Regions from separate parts of the Xenopus tropicalis genome. Here region 2 is linked to region 1. A link is a contact called in public Hi-C data. All regions are on one chromosome and are shown on one strand. The core of a region is the stretch at or near the end of the contact, and the rest is flanking DNA. Distances in the headings are between cores, read along the strand shown.

The links. A called contact is a pair of places that touch in the nucleus more often than the background predicts.
Region 2: a contact with region 1 is called in a Hi-C map of gastrula embryo, with 1.8 times the contacts expected there. The contact joins the promoter of calr3 here to the enhancer-like site in region 1. A contact is called at or near these places in 2 of 5 Hi-C or Micro-C datasets (gastrula embryo and neurula embryo).

The regions. Positions count from the first base shown.
Region 1 is chr4:96,217,274-96,222,491 of UCB_Xtro_10.0, reverse strand. ttc39a (tetratricopeptide repeat domain 39A) reads left to right here. Exons shown (of 18, transcript NM_001016774.2): 8 at 941-1,006; 9 at 3,361-3,469; 10 at 3,591-3,658. Among named protein-coding and RNA genes, the nearest start is that of ttc39a, 28 kb to the left of the region's middle. Within about 2 kb of position 2,156, at least 1 of the 11 cell types and tissues checked has an H3K27ac peak or open chromatin away from gene starts, as enhancers often do. A contact at or near this core is called in gastrula embryo, where this site is marked.
Region 2 is chr4:96,345,182-96,350,399 of UCB_Xtro_10.0, reverse strand. calr3 (calreticulin) reads left to right here and starts at 2,367. Exons shown (of 10, transcript XM_031900951.1): 1 at 2,367-2,437; 2 at 3,946-4,058. The coding sequence starts at 3,971. osbpl9 (oxysterol binding protein like 9) reads right to left here and starts at 1,744. Exons shown (of 24, transcript NM_001078816.1): 1 at 1,599-1,744. The coding sequence starts at 1,709.

The sequences.
Region 1 (5,218 bases), core at 907-3,406:
GTGACAATGGTAGATAGAAAGGGTGCATGCTTACATAGTGGGGTTATTGCTTTGTATAAAAGCAGTTTGCTTTTTTTTTTGCTACTAATGTTTATTACAACTAATTTTTATGGATTATTATAATAGATAGCACCAAAGATTTTCCATTTAGTATGTGGAAAATACTGCTATTATAGCAGATGTGTAATACACAGGGGAGAATATTTTGCTGCAGCCCCTATGGCTAATGCCACACTGGGCTTATTTTTGGCCTGTGATAAATGCAGGTTGAGAATCAGTTCTGATGCTGGCATCAGCCTTTCCCTGTGCCTACACCTGGAACCATTGTGTTGGCCTGGGTGCAGGCACATAGAAGGGATTTTGGTACAAGTATGCATTTTGGTGCTGAAATCTGCTTCATGTGCCTGCACCTGGGCTGATACAATGGTTCTGGGTATATGAAAAGGCTGTTACCAGCATCGGGCTTGCGTTTATCTGCAGGCCAAGAATAAGCCCTGTGTGGCATTGGCCTAAACAGGTAAGTAGTTGGGGTGGCAAGTGTTACCTTGCCTTTCAAGGTGATTGTAGCACATTTCATTTACAAAACAGAAAGTCTCAATATCACTCTAAAGTAAGATTTCTTTCTTTCACTTATTAGCATTGGTAAAAAAAACAATGTTTTCTGTATTTACCATATTTAATATAGTGCCACTCAGTGGTTTGTGCTACAGATTGATGATGATGATGAGACATTGCTGTTTAAAACTCTTCAACAAGACAGCTCCTATTCTTCAGCAGTTAAACCAACACTTCATGTTTTTATTTTTTAATTAAAAAAAAGGTAATACAGTCCCTTAATGGTTAATATAATTCTGCCATAAGCCATTTGCTTTGGAATGCTCAGCAATACAATTCTTAAAATCTTGAAATGTCCTTATGTCTCTCATTTTTATCATCACAGACCATCTCTATGTTGCCTACAAGAATTTTACGGCTACTAGAATTTGTTGGATTTTCAGGAAATAAGGTAAAAACTCAAGTGTTCGTCTTAGAAAAAAATCTGCCTTACATACGTATGCATTGTGCAATAACTTTGCTGCACTTTTTTTCACCCAAGCAGCAGTTTTGGTGCTTCCCTGAAATATAATGATGGAGGAAACATGTGATGTGCCATGAGCCTAAATGTGGCCATACTTGCTTATATGTGGTCAGTTTGGCATATTTCAGACTGATCATCTGGACAAGAACTGCCACTTTGGGGGTCAGTTTTGTCAGACAGTCTTGGGTTCTTCTTGTAGTCAACTTGTCTCTTTTAATCCACAGGATAGGTGGCACTGATTTACTGGTCTGCTATTGAAATCAAATATCTAGTTGGTTACTGAAGGTTAATGAACCTTGAACAACCTGTTTCTGTTACTAGATTCTGTGCATATTATATGTATAACGTTTACAAATAATAGGTATATATATATTATATGTATAAAGCAGTGACATTGCTTTGCATATAGAGAACAAAGGTAGAGATGGAGTAATTCACTGATCAAGTCATGATAATGTTTCAGTTTTAGTGCCGTGACCTTGTGTTGTTATTTTAATATCTTTATGCCTTAATTATCAGAGTTTTGATTTTACGATTGTAAAAATGGTAACGCTAGATAAGAATAAATACAATAACTATAGAAACTGCACTGAAACCTGACGATTAAAGACAGATCGTAGGAGTGGCAACCACAGGCAGTGTTCTTTGTAGCTACTCAGCTTTTTTTAGCCATAAAGGTCATCAGTGATGTATTATTGTTACCTCATTCATTTTCCACTTGTTTTTCCTGAGTCATCCCCTGTTCTCATTAACAAGAAATAGAGAGATCTGAGATTGTTTGGAATCCATGATGTTTGCACACAGATACACATATTGGGTATTATTGTGAGGTATTATTGTTATCTCATTTATTTTCCACTTGTTTTTCCTGAGTCATCCCCTGTTCTCATTAACAAGAAATAGAGAGATCTGAGACTGTTTGGAATCCATAATGTTTGCACACAGATACACATATTGGGTACATTTTATTAATCAGTAGTTGTTAAGACCTTCCCACACATCAGTTTTACTCTGGCTGCAGAGTGTAAACAACATCTGGTTATAAAGGTAATATAAAATGCAAGTCACAGTGTTTCAGCTGAGAAGGAATTCAGTCCAGCCAGTTAGTTCAGTTTGCAGCCTTTTGATATTATGCAACTGAACAGACTGAAACAGGAACTGGTTGTGATGGAATCTTTAAATACTATTCGGCAAATTATTCTCTGTTTCTGCCCTGGTAGTTCAAGTTTTATTTTACTGGTTATTCCAGCTTTAGTCAAAACGGCTCTTGAGTTCATGCTAAATATTTAGATAACTGTAAACTTCTGCTGGTGTATTGCTACCTTCTGCTTCTCTAGATCATTTTGGAATGTGGTTTCCCTACATTACCACTAGTATGCCAATCAAAATGTTTTTCCATTCAATATGCCATACAGTATGTTTCTTGTAGAACCATGAGCCTTGCAAGATAATAAAGCGAGCAAATTATATATGTATGTCAGGCTACATACTTTAAAGGAGAAGGAAAGGCTAATACAAGGCTAATAAAGAGTTAATCTCAAGCTGCAGGCATACCTTCAGTCCTCTCAATAGTGCCCTTAAGTCTCCCCATATTTCTCCCATTCAGATGACCAGAAGCCTCATAGGAAAAAAAAAGCTGAGCTCTGTAAAGAAAATTCCCATAATGACTTGCTCCTACACCAAGACCAAGACCAGTGCACATGGGCAGTTATTAGACTATGAGGAAGCTTCCTGCTGATTGGCTCAGATCACACATTCCTAAGGGGGGAGGGAGTTCTTAGCATTCTTGAGGGAGGGGGGAGCAGAAGAGGAGAAAGAGCTGAGCAGACTCTGGCACAGGAAAACAAAGAGACAATAAATCCTGTTTCTTTTGAAAGAGAAGTCAGTGCAGCGTTTCTGTGAGTTCTATGGTTCTATTTACATAGACCTTTCTGATAAAGCTTACTTAGTTTTTAAAAAAGATTTTAAAAAAACAACTCCTCCCCTATTTTTTCTGTATTTGACAACCACTGATATTTATAGAAGTATTACCCAGTAAAAAATGAAAACTAAATCAAAATTAGCCCTGGCGTTTCAAGTACACAGAGGCCCAAACTGTGCATGTATTACATAGTTACATAGTTACATAGGGTTGAAAAAAGACCTGTGTCCATCAAGTTCAACCCATCCAAGTAAACCCAGCACACCTAACCCACATTAGTCACAGCCTTTGAAAACAACCATGCTTTGTATTGTGGCAGGTCTCAGATTGTTTCAGTTTATGATGTATTTTATGTATCCAGGATTATGGGTTGTCACAACTGCAGGAGGGAACCACAGTGCACAGTTTCCGGGCCCTACTCTGCACCCTTCTGCTCCTGTGTTATCACACTTTCCTGAGGTTTGTGCTTGGTGAGTGATACTTAACTTCATGGATTTAATAATCACTATAGTAACCGAAATGCAAGAGGCTAAGCTGTAAAATGGTTAAGAATCCACAATATCTAAAAATTCCTTTGATTTTAATTTACAGGGACAGGCAGTGGAAACATTGAGGAAGCAGAAAAGCTCTTGGAACCATATCTAAAGCGATACCCAAAGGTACAGATCTGGTTAAATAAGTTTGCTACACCAATCACAGTAAAAGTTAGGCATATTTAATCTGTTAGGCTCCCAAAGAGAGCAAATCCTTCTCTTGCCATTACCAAAATAGTACCTGCTAATCTCTCTGTTTGATATACATTAATTAAATCCCAAATGCCTTATATATTTTATAAGTTTCTCTTAACAGGCACAACCTATATTGTAAACCAAGCATGGATATATAGAAGAGTTAATGGTTTTGTGCATAGTTCACAGCATAGACTAAGGGGCTGATTTACTTACCCACGAACGGGTCGAATGGAGTCCGATTGCGTTTTTTTCGTAATGATCGGTATTTTGCGATTTTTTCGTATGTTTTGCGATTTTTTCGGATTCTTTACGAATTTTTCGTTACCAATACGATTTTTGCGTAAAAACGCGAGTTTTCCTATCCATTACGAAAGTTGCGTAAAAAGTTGCGCATTTTTCGTAGCGTTAAAACTTACGCGAAAAGTTGCGCATTTTTCGTAGCGTTAAAACTTACGCGAAAAGTTGCTCATTTTTCGTAGCGTTAAAACTTACGCGAAAAGTTGCGCATTTTTCGTAGCGTTAAAACTTACGCGAAAAGTTGCTCATTTTTCGTAGCGTTAAGTTTTAACGCTACGAAAAATGCGCAACTTTTCGCGTAAGTTTTAATGCTACGAAAAATGCCCAACTTTTTACGCAACTTTCGTAATGGATACGAAAAACTCGCGTTTTTACGCAAAAATCGTATTGGTAACGAAAAATTCGTACAGAATCCGAAAAAATCGCAAAACATACGAAAAAGTCGCAAAATGTTCGTTTTCAAGTCGGAACTTTTCCAATTCGGGTCGGATTCGTGGGTTAGTAAATCAGCCCCTAAGGGTTAGGCCATAGGAATTAAGTAGTGATATGATAGTTTTGTAAAAAATTTAATATCCTTTAAGTTGATTTCCAGCTGGCAGAATCCCTAAGACCCCAGCCTGCCCATAACCTCAGCAGACATCTGTGTATGATACTGCTACAATCCATACCTTGAACAAGCTGTATAACCAGTCTAGCTAGCACATAACTAGAAGACACAATAGCTTTTTTTTTCTGCAGACTGGTGCCATCAAGTGGCACAAAATAAAAAGTGCTTTTTTTTTTGCAGATTTCTGTTTCTTCATCATCCAAGACAAACAATGCGTCAATTCACTTTATTGTGTTATATTTATATTGCACCACATGTGTCCTTGCCATATGTACCCATGGTAACTATGGGCAATTTTATAAGGAGCCAGTAAAACCCCCTGTATGCGGGAAAACTGGAGAACATGAAGGAACCCACACAAGCATGGGAAAAACATACAAATTTTGCGCAGGGATCAGAATCAAGTAATAGAAAAAAAGATCCAGGACACCAACACTGTTAAGCATCAGTGATAACCACTATGTTGCTGTAGTACTGGCATTGTGCAAAGAAGCACTAATGTGTAAAAAAATGCCTGCACATTAAAGAACTTTTGCTCTCTGACAAAAATGCATTTAGCTGTGTTTAAAAAAAATGCATATAAA
Region 2 (5,218 bases), core at 1,118-3,617, 130 kb before region 1:
TAAGCTGGCACATACCAGGTGGTGTCATTTAAATAATTATTTAGACAACTAGAAAGTTGTATAGCAAATGGTAATCTAAACCAATATACATGGGAAAGAGACTTTTTAGGGCTCTGGCACACGGGGAGATTAGTCGCCCGCGACAAATCTCCCTGTTCGCGGGCGACTAATCTCCCCGAACTACCATCCCACCAGCGAAAATGTAAGTTGCCGGTGGGATGGCACACGCTGCGCATGCAATTTCGGCAAATCGCCAAAGTTGCCTCGCGAGGCATTTTTGCCAATTTGCCGAAATTTTATGGAGGGATTGTAGTTCGGGGAGATTAGTCACGGGCGACTAATCTCCCCATGTGCCAGAGCCCTTAGTCTTTTAAAACAATCAAAAATGTTTTTTCATATTTTAAGCTTACTGTATATTTAGGCACAAGCATTATGGTAATCATAATGTTCCAGCACCACTTAAAACTATTTCAGTAATGATCCCTGATTCAGAAAGAGCTCTTCATATAAAATGCAAGCAGACTATTACAGCAGGGTCATTCTGTTGACAGACAGTCTATTGTATTGCATTAACTCACTCAGCACCGACTGTAAGTAAACTATCAAGATTCCAATTCATCTGTTTTTTTACTCCAACAAAAACTTTCAGCCAGACAATTGACATTTATTTCCTGGCTCTGATGTGCATGTGTGTGTGTGCACACACACACACAGATTGGAACCCCCATTTTACATTTTTCAGGCGACCAGAAATGAATCACGGAAATGCATTATGCATTATAAACTGGTGGGACTACAGGAAAACAATGTAAAATTTGGGAAAACTTAAAAACTAAGGTTTCACAAATATAAAGAATCTAGGTTGCACTGTAACACATGAATTAGATGTATGAAGTTTCTTCTGGTAAAACCAACCCTGCTAATTATACCCCATAGATGAATTAGATTGTAAGCTGTGCACGGTCAGGAACTGATATTGAACAATCGCTATAACATGCTGCTTTATATATCCATGCTATATCCTAAAGGACAATAGATAATTCTACTGAACACAAGGCACATTTTACACATATGAGCTTACTTTTCCTACTGTTGACTCTAATGAACAATAAAACTGCGAATAAAAGATCATTCTTAAGAAATATTTACACTTTCAAACTACAAAAACAGGGATTACAACAGGTTCTAAAATGTACTGTTGTAATATATAACATTCTGGTTAAACAGCCACGTCACACTTCTTATAACACACAATCAATAAGTTTAATACAAACAAAATCAGCATTATAAATGGCAAGCTAACAAGATGTATGATGTGTAAAGCCCCTCTGCTGGCACTGTGTGAGCTTTCTCTCACATCCTATCAAGCACGTAAGACATGACAACTACACGCCAGCGGCTACAGCTGTTCCAGCGCGGATGTGCGCGGCCATTGGAGAAGCGCTAGCGATAGCGCGGGCACCAATTGGCTGTTGTTAGGTTACTAGCCCATGGATTGGCTGCGGCTAGGCGGCTCCGCGGTCCCCACCCGAGATCTTCTGGTAGACATTTAGAGAGGAGCACCAGAGAGCACGTGAAACATGCAAAGCGGCTCTCACCGTATAATAGGAGAGCAGCCCGGCGTTGTAATCCAACACAAACCAACGGTACTGCCAGCCTTTCATCACGTTTGTCCATTTGCTCAAAGGTCCTTCCATGATAGATGCCATCTTGGAACAGGGAAATAACAACACGACGTTCGGAGTCATGCGTCAACGTCACTGGATAGGGCGGGGCTTAGAGCGAAGAAGGCTGGGAAGTACTCAGGGCGTGGCGGCGTGCGTCAGAGAGTGGTACAGAGCGTTACTAGGAGCAACCTGAAGATGCTGAGCCAGAGCAAAGCTTCAGTATCGCCTGTTGCCCTGCCTGTGTGGGAATAGAAAAGCTTGTAGACTGGATGCGCAGAGCTAGCAATAGAGCCATAGCCTGAAACTGCGGAAAAGTGGAATAAAGTTCGCCCATACAGTAACAAACATGCTTTACAAAGACGTGTCAAATGTACTTTTACATTCGCCGGTATTAAAACAGTTTGAAAAGCTTTTAATAAAGACGTTTTATTTCATCTGCAAAATGCCTGTTTCCAGCGTTGTTATCTATTCTGCTTCCTCAGTTGTAAGCTGCTCATTAATTACTTTGGCATAATTAAGTCGATTTTTATCGTGCAGGGAATATATTATTACAATCACTTGCAGATCTCCCCACCTCCCTTTGCCTCTCTCACTTTCCCACACCTGTGACCCCTCCCAGCACGTGGTCTGCGCTGGTTGGCTGCCTCAGGGCTCTTCTGACCAATCAGGCTGAGCCATCTGTGTTGGGCACAGTTTGAGGGGTAATTTGTGATTCGCATATGCACAAGCTGCCGGCACTGAGCGTCTCATCTTTGGCGTCCTTTCTACAGGTGACTAATCTCATCCTTCTACACCTCATTCTACACTCTGCTGTATATTCTGTATCCCAGCATCTTCTGGGCACCTACTTCTATAACATCCATTTACCCTATCCCTTTAATTTGCAATCCCACAGTCACCACACGTGTAAACTAACTATTGAATAGCACATATATTGGGCATTAGTCTGTTGCTTGTACCCTGCTCAGCCAAAACTTGTGTTTGCATCCCGTCTCAGTGTCATACCTTCCCGGCACTGTATGCCCAGGGATAACAACTTCCATTCTCTGCGCTCTATTGAGTTTCCTCCATCCTGCCTTCATCTTGTGTATGTCCCCACATTTCTCCACCCTGTGCTTCAGTTTATCACTCTCAATATATCTCCTCCATTTCGTTTTGCTATTCAGGCTCTCAGTTTGCTCGGTTTGTATGTTGGTGCCCACCTTGGTATAGTCTATACTATATATACATTATAGCATCCACTCACTAGCTTTTTTGAAATCATCTTCTCTGTGGACATATTCTATATATACTCTGCATTCTGCACATCTGCTCACTGATCTCACTTCAGCTAGTGTTTATATGAGCTATAACTTATCTGCACTATTCATCTTTGCATCCACTCACTGCCTTTCCCTACACATGCACCCTATGCCTACACTCTGCATCCTATGCATCTAATCGCTTCTCTTACCTTACTCTCTCCCAGCCTGTGTTCATTAAACATATTTCCATGGTTTCATACTATTCCCTTTTTGCCACTTCCTTCCATTTCTACTTAGTACCCTGTGCACTTACTTACTGCTCTATATTAACTTCACTTCTCTCACCGCAGAAGGGAACCAGAGGTGGTAGTTATGCACTTTGTGAAACCCCCTTTGATCCTGTACACCCTCTGTGTAATCATTCATACCAACCCTTCTCTCTGCATGATTTTGCTTTAACGTGCACTCACTGAAATAACATCTGTACATTTCCCTGCATGACACAAACGCTTTAGTATTCATTTACTTTTGGGTCCTTCTTTCCTTTCTTTTTTCTTGTATCCTGTTCATCTACTTAACTTTTAATTTCTTGGTCAAAATACTCATCATCTTCCTGATTAGTCTGTTGTATGTATTTGTATCATATGCACTCACATTATTACTGAATAACCCTTTAAACCATCCTGTATATCATACATTTTGATATCTGTTTATCTATTCACTGCACTCACATTCTTTCTGCATAGTCTACTACTAACTGTCTAATTACTGTCTTTCTGAATTTTCTGTATCCTTTTATCCTGTGCATCTTACTGCATTGACATTCCCTCAGTTTTGGTCTGCGTCAGAAATTTTTTATTGATTAATGTATTCATTGCCACTTACATCTTACTTTCCATTCAAGCACCTTTAGTATATGAGCACACTTGCTTCTGCATTCTGTGCATCTTTATCCTAAGGTTTCCTGGGATTCACTTTCTGTATCATATTATCCATATCTTGAATAATTCCATCTGTTCTTTCCTTGTCTACAGGTGACTGGTTTTCCCTTTTTCAGATATGTGGTGGTTCTTACTCTTGGGAGCATTACTTGTGGCAGTGTCTGCAGATCCCATAATATATTTTCAAGAACAGTTTGAGGATGGAGGTTAGAAACCCTCTTTGCAATTTTCCCTACCATAATTAAATCAATGAAGCATATTTCTGAAAAGGCTTATATGGCCAAATTGCCCAGCTTTTACCTTACCCAATACTGTATCTGACAGCACAAGGGGTAGTACCCCTAAAACCTCCTGAACTCAAGTGCAAGTGAAGAAAGCATGGGGTGAAGAGGGGGTACCAGGGGCACTGTTGCCTCAAACTGCAAAAATCCACCTTTGGTAGCTACTGTAGAGAATGCAGTTGCATCTTGTGCTACCTCAGATGGCAGCAGGCTCTGTGAGAACCCTAACCTGACCACTGCTTAATCCCAAATTTGCCTTCTTTAGTGAAAAAAAATCACAAAAAGTCAATTTTTTTTAAAATTAGAATAGCCAAAAAGTATGTTCAGCTTAAACCCTGTTTATCACAGTGGGGAGGATCAGCGGCATAACTTGATCGCTCTGGGCCCCCTGCAGAAAAATCCTCTTAGGGGCGACCAATCCTAACCCCCCTCCCACACCACACCTAGCAGCCCCGACCGCACCACTATATTTAAAGGTAGGAGAAGGGGCAGGGACAAGGGACTGTGGTACAGCAGACCCCATGGTACGGGGTCCTGCTGAATACATAGTTACATCACTGGGGCGGGTGTACTGCCTCTTTAAACAGTGTTATTAACTATAAAGGAAGCAGTCCCATGGTCACAGACATGCCTCCCAACTGTCCTGATTTTCACAGTTTATCTTTTAACAGTTCAACCCACAGTCCTGAATTCTTACTGAAAAGTCCCTCATTTCCCTTTTATCTCCTGCACTGAAAAAAGATACAAACAAAAAAAGTAGCATTTGGCAGAGAGCCCAGAAATCTTAACAAGCTATAGCTGCACTTAGATACAATTGTAACTAATAAACTAAACAGGTCTCTTGGGGGAACTGAGACTTGCAGCTTAAAAGGCAATTTCAGCTTTATTAGCAAAACTGTAATAACACATAAAACAACCCCAAACCCCCCAGAAATTTAGAGGGTGTGGTCACAAAATGGGCATGGCCAAATATGTTGCCACATTTACTCGCAGCATTTATTTTTGTCCCTCTTTACATTTTTCAAATGTTGGGATGTATGGTCGCGGGGGGGCCCAGGGGACCTGGATTGTGGGGTCTGCTTCCT